Regions from separate parts of the Arachis hypogaea genome. Here region 2 is linked to region 1. The links are chromatin contacts, called in public Hi-C maps. All regions are on one chromosome and are shown on one strand. Each heading gives the region's core, a stretch centred on a gene start, on an enhancer-like site or on the middle of the called end of the contact. The rest is flanking DNA. Distances are from core to core; before and after follow the strand shown. Region 1 has its middle 14 kb from the start of LOC112783241. Region 2 holds the start of LOC140183025.

The links. A called contact is a pair of places that touch in the nucleus more often than the background predicts.
Region 2: a contact with region 1 is called in a Hi-C map of leaf, with 3 times the contacts expected there. The contact joins the promoter of LOC140183025 here to the enhancer-like site in region 1. A contact is called at or near these places in 2 of 8 Hi-C or Micro-C datasets (both in leaf).

What each region holds. Positions count from the first base shown.
Region 1 is chr20:31,853,536-31,856,788 of arahy.Tifrunner.gnm2.J5K5, reverse strand. No RefSeq gene overlaps it. Among protein-coding and RNA genes, the nearest start is that of LOC112783241, 14 kb to the right of the region's middle. Within about 2 kb of position 1,263, at least 3 of the 3 cell types and tissues checked have open chromatin away from gene starts, as enhancers often do.
Region 2 is chr20:31,931,828-31,935,079 of arahy.Tifrunner.gnm2.J5K5, reverse strand. LOC140183025 reads left to right here and starts at 1,325. Exons shown (of 3, transcript XM_072231024.1): 1 at 1,325-1,460; 2 at 1,718-2,049; 3 at 2,875-2,889. The coding sequence starts at 1,325. The coding sequence ends at 2,889.

The sequences.
Region 1 (3,253 bases), core at 14-2,513:
CATTTATTGGTTTGCCACCAAATGGAATGGAAAGCATGTTTCCAAAGTAAGAACTCATCATTGCTTCCTTCTTGTCATTGCTCAACCTCCTACTTCCATCAAGGATTACACCCATCTTGGCAACTCTCACCCTTTTGTTGCAACCTATATATATTGTATTATTGGATCTCAAGTTGTGAATATATTACACAGGAATACTATAGGATTGCAGAATATATTATTTTTGGTTAATAGTTAATCAGTATTATTTAAAAATATAAGTTATATATTATTAGATTGTTAGAATAAAAGAAGTGAACTAATGATTAAAAATATTAATAAAAAATAATAAATTATAATGGTTCTTGAACTTTTTTTTATAATATATACAATTACAAAAATATATTAAAATTATCCACAATATATATATATATTATTTAACTCATTTCAATATATATTTTATATTTTAACATATATTTTATATTAATAACTGATTTTAATGTACATCTAACATTATTCATAAAAAAATATAAAATATGTTATCCGTTAATAAAAATATGATGACTTTAGTTAATAGGATATGAGTGTTTATATAAATTATTTTTATATTTTGTAAAAAAATTTAATTATATATTATTACGTTAACAAAAGAATTATTATTTAAATATTCATTTAAATGCTAAGAATTTGATTAGATATCAGTGTAAAATATTTTAAAATAACGGTTACAAATTTTGATATACACTAAGTCACTAATATTGTAAAATGTACGCAGTTATATGTGTATATATATTTTTTTTCTTTTTCTTTCTATCGAGGATATATAGTTAATTTGTTATTAGTTTGACAAAAATAAATTGTGGTAACAAAAATATAGTTTAATAAGAATAAAAAAGATATACAGTTAATTATCATGTAATTTCTTAACAAAGCCAAGCAACTTCATACATGTATCAAGTATAATTGTATTTTGTATATATAAGGTTATGACTTATGATACTAAATTTTGCATAATTTACCATAACCAGTTTCGGAGGAAATAGCGCCTGAAGCTACCAACTTCCACAAGAACGTTGATATGGACTCAAGTTTTGTGGGCTTAGCACTATTTGAGGTTGCAAGTGTCTGTATGTGATTGAGTTGTTCAACGGTGATGTAGTATAAAAGACAGATGACTGGGCCGACATCGGGCTTGGTATTTGGCTCGGGCTTGGATGAAGGGGGGAGATCCGTATGGGGAACATACATGGTACACGCGGTCAATTGAAGGGTTGATTGAAGGTGGGCGTTGTGGGCTGAGGCGGGAGGAACGAAAACAAGGTTGATGAGTTAAGATGGTGGGCTTTGTGGGCTGTGATAGTTGGGCCCATGATACCAAAAACATGTTTGCACTATAAGCATCTGCCATGCGATGGTCAAAACTACATGCTACTACTAATTTACCAAACTTTAATGAAGTTGCCTAGTTCAAAAACTTCTTTGGCAGAGGTAGACGCAATCATCAGAGACATTCTCCATCTGCTGAATGAGGCTCCAAATATGGGAGTTACCTGAACTCTAAGAAACGGAAACAACTTAGCTCACCAACTGGCAGCGATAGCAGTGAGAAATGGATTACAGAGGCAGTGGATAGTCAATCCACTTACTCAAATCAAGAATACAATTAGAACAGAAGCAGGGTTCGCAACACTTCAGCAGGAGCAAAATTTACAAAATCATACCAATTTGGTTCCATTTTCAACAAGCCATCAAAGACAACACAGAGAAGAGATTTTACCTGTGAGAGTGGGTGTTGAACCAGGGGAGAGTGAAGAAGCTGGAGTGGATGATCAGACTCGAGCATTTGGAATGCTTAGGTAAGAAACTGGGAACTACAACGAACCAATAGAGACAGGGAGAAGGGCCCTTGGTAGAAGTCGCTGGCAGCCTCAATGCAACTTGGGAGGTGCCACGGGAGGGGACGACAGGAGTCACCACAGGGCAGGAGTAAGAATTTTCTTAGAGAAATGGGCAGAACACCCTCGGGAGAACGGAACCACTTGCGCTTTGGAGTGAGAAAGCAACAAGCCAGGCGAAGCACAAATGGCCACCATTGAAGACAAGGAGCAGCCTTCTCAAAGCAGAGGAGACGCAGTTTTCACGACCTTAAGAAATTAGCACCTGCAGTATCCGACTGAAGTCACTGATGAGGATCCGGGAGCTCGTTTTCATCCACATGCAACAATAGGCTGAAAGCTTTGGAAGATCTCTGGTTGAAGGTGAAGAAGAAGAAGAGAGGATAGGGTCGGGTTGGGGGTGGGTCTCTGTGTGGGCAGTTCTTCGGGTCGGTTTGAGTTCTGATTGTGTGGGCCAGGTCATTTCTTTTGGCCTTAGGCCATGTCCAAAAAAAAAAATGAAGTTGCCTAGTTGCCTACACAAATTGATTTAAGTGCATCTTTAATTACAATAATCAAACCAAAATATAAGTAATTAAGTATTATCATTTTTTTTAAACCGGAGATTTTTCTGTAAAACTGTTTTAATAAAATAATAATTTTTAAGTAACCGAAATAGATTCAAAATTTAGAAGTTTTAATTTGAGAATATAAAGATAAAATTTGATTTCAATGAATCTTTCTAAGTTGAAAAATGTATCTTTTGCGAAAGATTTTTGTAAAAATGTGTACCGGTGCTTAAGTCGGCAGTACTGGCTCTGGTATGTCCGGTACCGTGTTTTAATAAATATAAGATTTTAAAAATTTAATTTATTGTTTTGAAAGGACAATATTAATTTAAAGTTGAAAAGCGGGTGCTAATTTTAAAGGTTTAGCCCAAAGTTGGGCCAAACGGGTTAAAAATGCTAACGAGTTGTACCGGGCCTAAGTTGGGCCCAATCCGAACATATATAAGTATGTAAATGAACCCAAATAAGCTCATAACACACTTGAAACCAAACTCTAGCAGTTGAAAAAGAAGAGTGAAGAGAAGAGAGAAAGCACTATTCATCATCCACTTCCAGTGGCCATAACTTGAGTTACGGTACTCCGATTCGCGTGCGTTAGCGGCTACGCGAAGCTCTCACCGAGTCCGTTAGTTCCATCTAGATTGTGTAGGTAAAAATTCGAAATTTTCTCTCTTTTTCTCTATCCTAAGAAATTCGAAATTCAAGGTTTGAGTTTTGAGTGGATTTTGTGTTTTGGTTATTTAGGTACTAACCATTAGTGAGGAATTGTTGGATTTCATCCTCAATTTCTGTGGATTAGGTGAGGTTTATCATAAACCCTTGTAATTTGGT
Region 2 (3,252 bases), core at 76-2,575, 78 kb before region 1:
CCCTATAGTTGGTACCGATCAAAAGGGAAAAATATTTTGGAGTCAAATTCACAGCTATTATGAAGAATTTTGCTCCGACATGACAAGGGGGTAGTTGCATGTAAGAAACGATGGTATAAGATCAACAAGGCTGCTGCACAATTTGCTGGTTGCTACGATCAAGCTAGTCGAAACATAAGGAGTGGTTCGAACGTTGATGATATAAAGGAGTTGGCCTATAAACTTTATTCCACAAATTATGGTAAAAAATTTACTTTTGAGAGGCATTGGAACATGCTTCGTTTAGAGCAAAATGGAGAAGCCAACTACCTACACAGAGTGGCGGCTCAAAGAGAACCAAAGTTAATACAACTAGAGCATACTCATCCTCATCAAACCCAGAAACACCGTTGGCTGACGAACCCGGTGTGGACTCTCCCGTTTGCCCACAAGGATCAAAGAAGAGCAAGCGAAAAGGTAAGAAAAAAGCACAAATGTCTAAAGATTTTAGCGAAAAGAAATCATCGGTTGTTAAAAAATTATCTCTCATGGAAGATATTAAGAATGTTAGAGAAAATGAACTAATGGATAGGGAAAAAGAAAGAGAAGAGGAGAGGGAATATAGAGCAAAGATTATGGCAATCAAATAGAAGGAGTTACAAATTCAAGCGGCAATGAAAGAACAAGAATTACAAACTCAGAGGTATATTAAAGAAATGGAGATAAATGCAAAAGAAAGGGAAATGGAAAGGATGGCTAAGGAAAGGGAAAAAAATCGATATGCAAATACTTAATGCTAACACATCTACAATGAGTGAAAAACGACGAGCTCTTCATGAGATTGCATGTGAAAAAATAATCGCTAAGTGGTTTACTTAATGGTTCCTTGTATTCGTAGAGTTATGTAGTATGTTCTTATTTTTATTGCGTATTACTGGTATGTGATGTAGTCTGTTTTATTTATTTCTGATGTAACTTTTTAAATTAGTCAATATTATTGTGCCATTATTGTTCATGAAAGTGACCGTTGCAAAACTAGCCGTTTTAAATTTAGAAAAAAAAAACTTGTCGTTAAGTAGTCGTTGCAAAACTAGCCGTTGCAAAACTACACGTTAAGTAGCCGTTGTAAAACTAGCGGTTGAGGAGTAGGTACTTATTGCAGATAAACATATAAATATCAACTATCAATGACTCTGCAACTCCACTTCAACTCTTGTTTCTCACCTCGAAAGAGAACTAAAAATTACATTTCTACATATGGCTAGAAATTTTGATGATATGTTTAATGAGGCTTTGTATGACAAAAGAAGACGGCAAGATAACACACTCATAGATAATTGGATCGATGAGTGTTTACTCGAAGATTCAGAAGAAGAAGATATCAATAGAAGCTCTATCCCAACTCCTCGTAGATGGATCAACAGAGATTGAGAAGCAGGACATGATCGCCTTTTCCAAGATTACTTTGCAGATGAACTGGTGTATAATGCTGACATTTTCCAATGGAGATTTTGAATGAGAAGACATGTGTTCTTTCGGATAGTAGACGCTCTCTCAAACGTCTATCCGTATTTTCAACAGAGGGTTGATGCAACTGGAAGAAGAGGCTTGTCACCACTCCAAAAATGTACCGCTGCGATACAGATGTTAGCATATGGCATAGCAGCTAATGCTGTTGATGATTATGTGCGCATAGGCAAGAGCACTACAATTGAATGCTTGGAAAAATTTGTTGAAGGTGTCATTTCAGTGTTCGAGGATGAATACTTGCAAAAACTAAATCCAAATGATGTACGACGCCTGCTACAAATGGCGGAGGGTCGTGGCTTTCCTAGCATGTTGGGTAGCATTGACTGCATGCATTGGCAATGGAAAAATTATCCAAAGGCGTGGAAAGGTATGTACATGAGTGGTTATCGTGGGGTTGCAACCATAGTACTTGAGGTTGTAGCATCTTCAGACCTTTGGATATGGCATGCGTTCTTTGGAGTTTCTTGTTCAAATAATGATATCAACATGTTAGATCGTTCTCCAGTGTTCGATGATATTCTAAATAACCGTGCTTCGGAGGTAAATTATACTATTAATAGTAATAATTATACTATGGGATACTATTTAGCAGATGGTATTTATCCTGAATGGGCCATATTTGTCAAATCAATCTCAAAGCCACAAGGAGAGAAACGCAAGTTATTTCACAATACCAAGAAGGGCAAAGAAAAGATGTGGAGCGAGCATTCGGAGTGTTGCAAGCACGCTTTGCAATTATACGTGGTCCATCTCGCTTTTGGGAAAAGAAGAAGTTTGCCAACATAATGAGAGCTTGTATTATATTGCATAATATGATTGTTGAGGATGAAAGAGACACTTATGCAGGAAATTTTGCTCAAGGCTTAGAGTATGATGATGTCGAAAATGGCTTATCACAACCTCGGCTGGGAGTAGAAGATTTTGCACCATACCATCAATTTCTCCAAAGAAATGCCCAACTTCGAAATAGGCAGCAGCATAGACAATTGAAAGAAGACTTGATTGAACACATATGGTAATTTCACAATGCTTGTCGTCAACTATAGAGCTTAATTATGTTTTTTTTTGTATTAAGTAATTTTACAAATTAGTGTAATCCCGAATTATATATTGTGTATTATTGTTATATATGAATTTATTTAATATTAATATCTTTTAATAGTGAATTATTTTTAAATTTATAAATTTAAATAATATTATTGAAAAAATTAATTACATTAATTTTAAGTATTTTAATTAATTAATTAAGTAGGACCACAACAAGGGCTAAAGTTAGTTCCTCCTAATGGAGAAGAGAGAGATACTTTGAGTTCCTATTTACTGTTTATGACGCAAAAGTTGATGTGGAGTTACTTTTTATGACAGTTGGGCCATAAATAGGGACTGGAATAAGTTTTTTACTGGAGATGGTCTAAGGAGGGTTTTACTCGGATAGGTTTTAACGAGGCCAACCACTCCACACCTTTCAAAACTGAAAGGTCCTTTCCATATGAATAAAAATGCATTCATTTCTTCTTTTTCTATTTCCTACATTGACGTATTTATTCAATCATTCAAAACAACAAAAAAGCAAGTTGAAAACAATATTCACAAACATGCATTCACAAGTCAATTTTACTTTTAAGTCAAACCGACATTATAAGGCGGATTAGCAATTCACAAAATAAGCCGATCCAAAGTCGGTTACCAAATTATTAGTTTCAAACTAAAGATCCTAAAAATTATAATATTTGAATTCTTCAA